2 separate regions of the Gossypium hirsutum genome follow, and region 2 is linked to region 1. A link is a contact called in public Hi-C data. All regions are on one chromosome and are shown on one strand. Each heading gives the region's core, a stretch centred on a gene start, on an enhancer-like site or on the middle of the called end of the contact. The rest is flanking DNA. Distances are from core to core; before and after follow the strand shown.

Region 1 (3,954 bases), core at 506-3,005:
AACTTTTAGTTCAGATTTATAGAAAAAAATACTATATAATAAAAATATTAATTTTTTATAAACACAATTCATATAGGTTTCTAATGATATATTCGAACTTTGGATTTAAGGAAAATGTTATATACGCATATTTCCATACGAATAAATTATAAAAACAGGCCTTTTAAAAAAAAATTGTTTCTTCAATTTCATTTCTATATGGAATGAAATTATAAAAGATATATAGAGAAATAAAATAAAAGTTGACCTCATGAATCTGGGAAAACACAGAGCGCAAGACGGAGATAATATCAGTAGATTGAGTGAAGTGTTGAAGTCCTAGAATTCCCTTTAGCTGTTGCAATATCACTACGGTGGCTGCTCCTCCCATGAACCCTACTATCGTCGCATGTGAAAGGAAATCGACTATAAACCCTACCCTGCAAAAAACACCACAAAAAATTTTAAGTAAATTTTAGAATTTACCATGAAGAAATAGAATATCAGCTAATTTAATTATTATTTCTACCATGTATTTTCTTTTTTTTTTAGGCTTTTTTAGTTGTATCAAACAATAAATGACAATTGCGATTGTGAAAACAATGGTTCAATCGTATTCTGTGTAGATTCTCTATGACATATATAGCAATAATTCCTTAATTTTTTTAAAATTCTTACTGGACATGAAATTTTTTAGAAAATACATATCCAGCCAGCCAGCAGCAGAGGACAATAATTCCAGCAGCGAGAAGACAAAGTACGTATGTTGTGCTGTAATCCCTTCTGTTTTTTTGTCAAATTTAAGACGCTATAACAAAAAATGCCGCCTTTCTAGATCTTGTTTTTAACCCATATTGGCATATACTTTACTTATATTTTAAGTGTAATTTTCATTATATTATTAACCAATGTCCTCCAAAACGGGAAACAAGAGAGTAAGTGGGTGGCTGAATTAATGTACCTTAAGAGGCCTAAGGAAGCTTGCAGAAGGCCGGCGAAAAAAGTTGCTGTGAAAGCAAGGTGAAGATAAAGCGTAGGATTCTCAGTAGCGTTTACTTCGTCCCCCAACATAGAACCTATGAGAAGTGATGCAACTGCAACAGTCCCTACTGCCAAATCTCTTGAACTTCCCATCATCGCATAAATCAGTGGTGGAATAAAGCTTGAATCTTTATTTTTCCCACCGAAGAAAAAGTTGATCAGTAAATTACTATTCACGAGTCAACCCACTGAAACAAAAGAGTTGTGTGTAGTAATCTATTTAGGTTTTTAATATTTAGGAACTTACATAGGCCGAGTATAGGCGGCAAGTTAGCTAGCTTTGCATAGCTAATACCCTGAGGGATAGCAAGACTGGCTATGGTGATCCCCGAAATAAGGTCAGATTTCAAGAACTGGAAGGTGTAACGAGGACCCCATTCAAGAATGGGCAAGAAATATTGCAGTCCCAGAAAAAACTTCCGAGAGGGTGTTTTGTTCTTGAATTGTCGAAGAGGGTCATCTGGGAAAAACGTCTCCTTGAGAGAGTTTTTGAATGACTTGAAGAATGGTTGTGGCGGAGGAACCGCCACTGGGTGAGCACATTGACGGTACTCATTGGTGGAAGGGTACAGATAATCAGCGTTGCCCATCAAAGTATATGCTGTTATTAATTGAGTTTAGCAGCAGAGATATATGTGTGTGTGTGTGTGTGTGTGTGTGGAGGAGATTGAATAGAAGAAAGAAGATGGAAAGAGGAAGGGAGAGTAAGTGCTGGGGGGATGTGAAATGGGATACCTTAGGTGGATGTATTTATAGAAGGGGCAATGATGCAAGAAGAGGATTCATTGGATTCAGTAGGGTGAGTGGGTTAAGGGGCCCGCCTGAATGTTAAGTCCCTCTCTCCTTCACCAAGCATTCAAAGTTTATTATATTTTAATAATAAAAAATATTGGGGTTGGCCACCTCGTGCAGATTTTTTGTGTTAAGGGGGAGGTCTGTTCAGCCAGCTAAAGATGGAATGGAGAGCAAAATCCTGGAAGTTCACGTTTGTTTTAGTTTCCAAATTTCTACTTTGGAAGGAAGACTACGTTAACGGCGACGCCATGGTACGTGTTAACCTTTCATTGCAAATCTACCTAAACAAGTCTGCGCTTGCCACGTAGAAAAATTGCAGTTAATTTCTGGTGATTCTGTCTTACGAACCTACCTTATATAGAAACTAAATATCCATGCTAATATTTAACTATGCGAGTGAATTAATGTTATTAACCCAGTTAAATATTTTTTTATAAAATAATATTATATATTTTAAATAAATTATATATGTAACACCCTAAACCTCGTCAGGAAGATTCGACCCGAATCCGACGTGCCATATTAGTAACTAAAGTGACTCTCTGATAATTTCAAACCTAACCTCCAAGACACTACTTATACATAGCATGCAAACATAGTGTTACTCTTTAACAAAGCAGCGAAAAACCATATATTCATAAAACACAAGGGTTCACATGCAAAATAAATCAGAGTTCACTATTATGCAATACAATAATTCCAACACTTAAAAAATATTTATAGATTCACATCACACTTAAAGGCTTCGCATCACAATTAGACATAGCTCGCATGCCTTATCATCACAAGAGATTGCAAACCAACACACAAATATAAGTTCGCACAAAATTACATGAGTTCGCAGGATTTGATAAATTGCATACAGTAATTTTGAATATTAAGTTCACAAAATATTAATAGTTAACTTAACACCTAAATAGCTCATACATCATAGCTTCACTAAATAACATGCTTCACAAAAAAAGGAGAAACATGCATGCAAAAAAGTATCATATTTAAACAAGGTTCGCATAAATTTATGGGTTCACTGTAACAGTCCGGTTTAGGCCCTAGTCGGAATAGTGGTTTCAGGACCACAAATTTGAGTCCGAAAAATATTTTAATATTATTTTCTATGTCTGTGATATATGAATTTGTATTTGTGAAATTTCTGTGATTTAATTTGTCTGTTTCTGTGCTCGATTTTACAAAAAAGATTTAATCGCATAAAAGGTAAAATTAGCATGCTACATTTTAATGTATGTTTTTGAAATGGCTTTGGACTAATAAGTCCTTATGTAGTTAATTGACCATGTAATGTATTAAATGACCTTGTTAGACATTAGTAAATAGTTTATTAATGTTTAAAAGACAAGGGTAAAATAGTAAAAAGGTATATTAAGTTAATATATATAAAAAAAACATGAAAATGGCCATAAACACATTGTTTTTACCAAAAATCAAAGGAAAAAGAAAGAAAAAGGGCTTCCTAGGGTTTGGCTCTTATTCACCTTGATTAAGATACAAATTTTTGTTTGTTTTTGATAATTTTTACGTTTCTATGATCGTTGCTTTGTGTTCTTCAAAGCCCATGTTTGAATTTCTATTTCTGTTAAAGATTTCATGAAATTCCATTGTTGATATCATGAGTTTTGTAATGTTCTTGGATGAATTATGAAGGTTTAGTAGATGATTTATAAGCTTTGTACTTGAATTTTTTATGAAATAGAACTATCTGGGCTAATTTGTGAAAATAAGGTTTTGAAGGACTAAATTTTGTATTAAATGTGTTATTTGGGCTTGTATGGAAGCCATGTATATTTGGCCAAGCTATAATATTAATGAATTATGCATATTTGTGATTTTGTGAAAAATGAACTAAATTGTCAAAGTGTGAAAATATAAGGGCTAAAATGTAAAGTGCCCTAAATATGTGTTCATGGATTATTTTGAATGAAATGCATGATTGAATGGTTTAATTTGAATTGTATTAGATCAAAAACAAAGAAAATCATACTTAGATCGGGGGAAGTCCAAAATAGTTGAATAGACGATTCATTTTATCAGAAATTCGTACGAGGTAAGTCAAATTACAATTACGTGTTAAATTGACTAAATTTTGCGCATATAAAATATAATCTGTATTGGATGGCTTTGAGA
Region 2 (3,954 bases), core at 811-3,310, 180 kb after region 1:
TACATGATCATATGCTCAAATGTGACTTTCATGGTGTCAAATATTTTCTCATTTTTTGTGGCTGAAATTGCATGGGCGGATATGTTGGCTACTAGTTTGCGCCACAAATCCATTGAAATTTGGAAGTGTTCCAAAATGGGGCTAAAAATTGTCCCTGCAATAAACAGTGAAACGATCGGAGTCATGATTTCCGCTGAGTCACACTGATTCATCCTCGTAATTTCTTTTGAAAATAATTTTGGGATTCCAACACGTATTGAATGACATTTTCTTTCTGTTACTTTTGAATCTCGGAATATATGTATTAGGGGTAAAGTAAAAAATTTTATTTAGGGGATAGAAACTAAATTATAATTTTTACAATAGTAAAAATATAATTTTTAAAATATTAAGTTAAAATTCTATTATTTTTAGTGGCGTTAAAATATAATTTTATCTTTATTAATTTAAAATTTTAAAAATTTTAAGTAGTCAAAATGAAATTTTTTTCATTTTAAGAGGATTGAGGATCAAATGAGTACAGAATATGAATATGTATTAGGTTACAATCTTATTTTATTAACACATATAACATCCTTGTAAGTCACTTGTGAAATATTTTTATTTTAATAACAGTGTTAGCTTTGATTTTTCTTTTTAAATTTACACACTTATTTTTGCACATGATTCATACATTTTTATTATATTTTTATGATATTATAAATGAGGATTTTTTAAAAATATTAATACTAATATTTTTTGGTGAAAAGAAAAGAAACCGAGCATATAAAAAACCCAGGAAGCAAACAAGGCTGACTTTGAAATTGAAGCCATAGCATCCCAAAGCAAACAAAAAAGAACTTGGAGAAATAATTACAATATAAAGTCATTAGTTACATTATAAAAATTGTGAATAATGAATATAAATATTTTATATGGAAAAATTTTAAAGTGAAAAAACTATAAGTAAATGAGTTTTCGAGTTTTTACTAAATGAGTAAATAAATCAAAGTATAATATAAAGAAAATTAATTTAAAACTCTGAATACAAAATTTAAAATCCAAAATTAATTTAAAATTCTGAATACAAAACTCAAAATTCTAAAAAGCAAATCAGTAAATAAAACTCTTAAATTTAATAGGACATTCACAAAAGGGATATAAAATACTTTCATGATTATTACAAAACTCTCACCAAAACTCATATACTACTACATTTTGACATTTCAAAATAAAGACACAAAACATATTTAAATAAATTAAGATTGAAATTTTAATCATATTAAAATATCTCTAAAATAATTAAAGTTATTATAGATATATAGACACTTAAAAATCTCCAAGTTTATCAGCTATTACCCAAAAATCTGCCCAAACAAAGCTGGAAAAGAAATATTTTATTCAGATTTTTTGTCCAAAATTCAAAATGTGAGAGTTGGCCCACCTTTCATTAAAGGGAAAGGGCAAAAGTAGATTTTTCTAGCTGAGCTCCATAGGCTTTAAAAAATAAAAGAAACTTTTACTTCTACGGATGTTTTTTTCTTTGAATTTTGATATCACATAATTGCATGTACTTTCCTTCTTCTTTTTTTCCTGCTATAAATTAGAGCCAAATTTCCACATTTTATCCTTTATGGTTTTTAAAAAGAATTTTTTTAAAATATGTTTGTATGATTAATATTTTAATAATTTAATTATTATATTTATTTTCTATCAAATTAAAATTTTTTAACTATTTTTTTATATAAGAACTTTTAATTGTTCAATAAGTATCACTATATACAATATTTAAAATTAATATGATAGACATAACATATACAATTATATCAATAAATTCATGGTTGAAACATCCCTCCTTTTTATATTTATGTAAATTTTGATGAATGACAATTTTTAAATCTTATTAAAATTTAATGCATTAACAACTCTTATTATAGTATAAAAAATTTGACACATTCAGATATTTGTGTTATCATATTATTTTGTGAGGCGTTAAAATGAATAATAAGAACTGAGGTGACTCCCAGTACTGTTTGGGCCCAATAACACAATATCTATCTACCCAGGCTCAGAGAAGATAGGATGGAGTTTGGACCATAAACGACAGAAACAAAATGAAGCCATAAATACAATATAACCATCTGGAACTAAAATTATCAAATCGAATTCACTTTCTTCGTCCCATTAGGTTAAATATCTTGCACATGTTGAACCCAACATCATATGATCGATAATATGTTCTAACATGAGGGTTGGTTCTTGCCTTTGGCTACAATTTACCATTTTAAACCATAATCACATGCATGGTGTATGCGACCCGATTAGTTGCCATTTTTGTTAATTGTGTCATAAAGTTGCTAACCTTTTATCAGTGTTTTTAGATGAGAAATGGAGACACCTCTTTTATGGTTTAGGGTTGCAAAGGGGTTCTGTTCCAAGGAAACAATGCATGACATGTGAGTTTTTGTCTTTTGGACAAGGCAAGTTTTTCTCTGTCCATACCATTATTATTATGATGGTATACAAATTGTCTTCAACTTTTATTTTTACTGCCTGATCTTAGCATAGGTTCTAAAAGATGGAAAACAGGATATCTGTGGAATTTCTCTGCGGGGGGGTAAAAAGTTATTCAAGTTTTCAGAAATGATTGAAGTCCACAAAAATATTAGGATCAAGTAGATATAATGAAGTTGAAGATGAAGATAACATGTATATATATTCTATGTATCATATTGGTGCAAACCAGCAAGACCGTGAATGGAGGGACCAAAAAGAGCAAATAAATTTGTAATCATGTCATTATTATTGTTATTGCAATAATAATAGTCTTGAATTCTTGATAGCATGGTCCTACTTCTGCCCTCGTCTCATCCGTGACTCTTTCTACTTATTATTTACCACAATCAACATATTCGCTTCACTGCCAATATGTGATTAGATTTGAAATTATATTTTATAATAAATTTGTACAATAAAAAAATTTAAAGAGAATTCAGATGAATAATTAACTGCAATCATTATAGAATATTTTGTACAAAATTATGAATTTTCTAAATATAGACTATCAAATTTTATCAGGATATATATCAACATAACATGATAAAAATAACTAAGACTCAATCATATAAAAATAACATAAACATATCTTGGTTTTTATGGAAGGTTAAAGCTCTTGTTAGAACTCGTTTGGTATGGGTTTAAACCGTGTAATCTCCATTCTCTACCCTAATATTGTATCAAAAAAATAAGATATAATGACTTTTTGGCCCTCCAATTTTACAAAAAATAGTCATTTAGCCTTCCATTAATTTTTTTCACCTCTTTTAGCCCTTGAATTTGTATTTTTGTCAAATCACCTCAAAATGGATAGAAAATTTAATGTTTATTAATTTTGCTAATGTGGTATACATGTGGATTGCCACATAGATGACACATTAGCATTTAATTAATTTTTTAAAATTTAAAAATATAACTTTTATATTTTTTTAATAATTTTAATGATTTTAATATTTAAAAACAGTTTTTATATTTTTTTGAGTTTTTAAATTTTTAAAAATTAATTAAACGTTGACATGTCATTCACGTGACAATCCATGTGTATGTAACGTTAACAAAGTTAAAAAACATTAAACTTTTCATTCATTTTAGGTGATTTGACAAAAAAAAATGTAAGCTTAATGGTTAAAAAGACAAGAAAAAATGAAAACTAAAATGTTTTTTTTTTTGTAAAGTTGAAGGGTCAAATAAATCATTATACCAAAAAATAACATAAGCATAATTCAATTACATGAATATGTTAAAATCTACATAAAAATAATTATTATGTGTAATAGAATACAAATACGATTATTAGATGATTTTCCAAACGCAAGTTTAATGTGTCAATTTATATAAGTATATAATATCTAGAATATATTTTTGGCAAAAAGAATATGATGATGCATGACATAAAAGTGAAAATTATTTTAATAATGT

What was found. Hi-C and Micro-C count contacts between places; a contact is called where the count stands out from the background.
Region 2: a contact with region 1 is called in a Hi-C map of leaf, with 3 times the contacts expected there. The contact joins the enhancer-like site here to the promoter of LOC107923651 in region 1. A contact is called at or near these places in 2 of 34 Hi-C or Micro-C datasets (both in leaf).

Annotation. Positions count from the first base shown.
Region 1 is chrA11:14,226,354-14,230,307 of Gossypium_hirsutum_v2.1, forward strand. LOC107923651 (sulfate transporter 3.1) reads right to left here and starts at 1,756. Exons shown (of 11, transcript XM_041081130.1): 1 at 1,268-1,756; 2 at 941-1,148; 3 at 248-419. The coding sequence starts at 1,610.
Region 2 is chrA11:14,404,016-14,407,969 of Gossypium_hirsutum_v2.1, forward strand. It overlaps LOC107922949 (heat stress transcription factor A-2d), which reads left to right. Exons shown (of 4, transcript XM_041081132.1): 4 at 1-41. Among protein-coding and RNA genes, the nearest start is that of LOC107922727, 4.2 kb to the right of the region's middle. Within about 2 kb of position 2,061, at least 3 of the 9 cell types and tissues checked have an H3K27ac peak or open chromatin away from gene starts, as enhancers often do. A contact at or near this core is called in leaf, where this site is marked.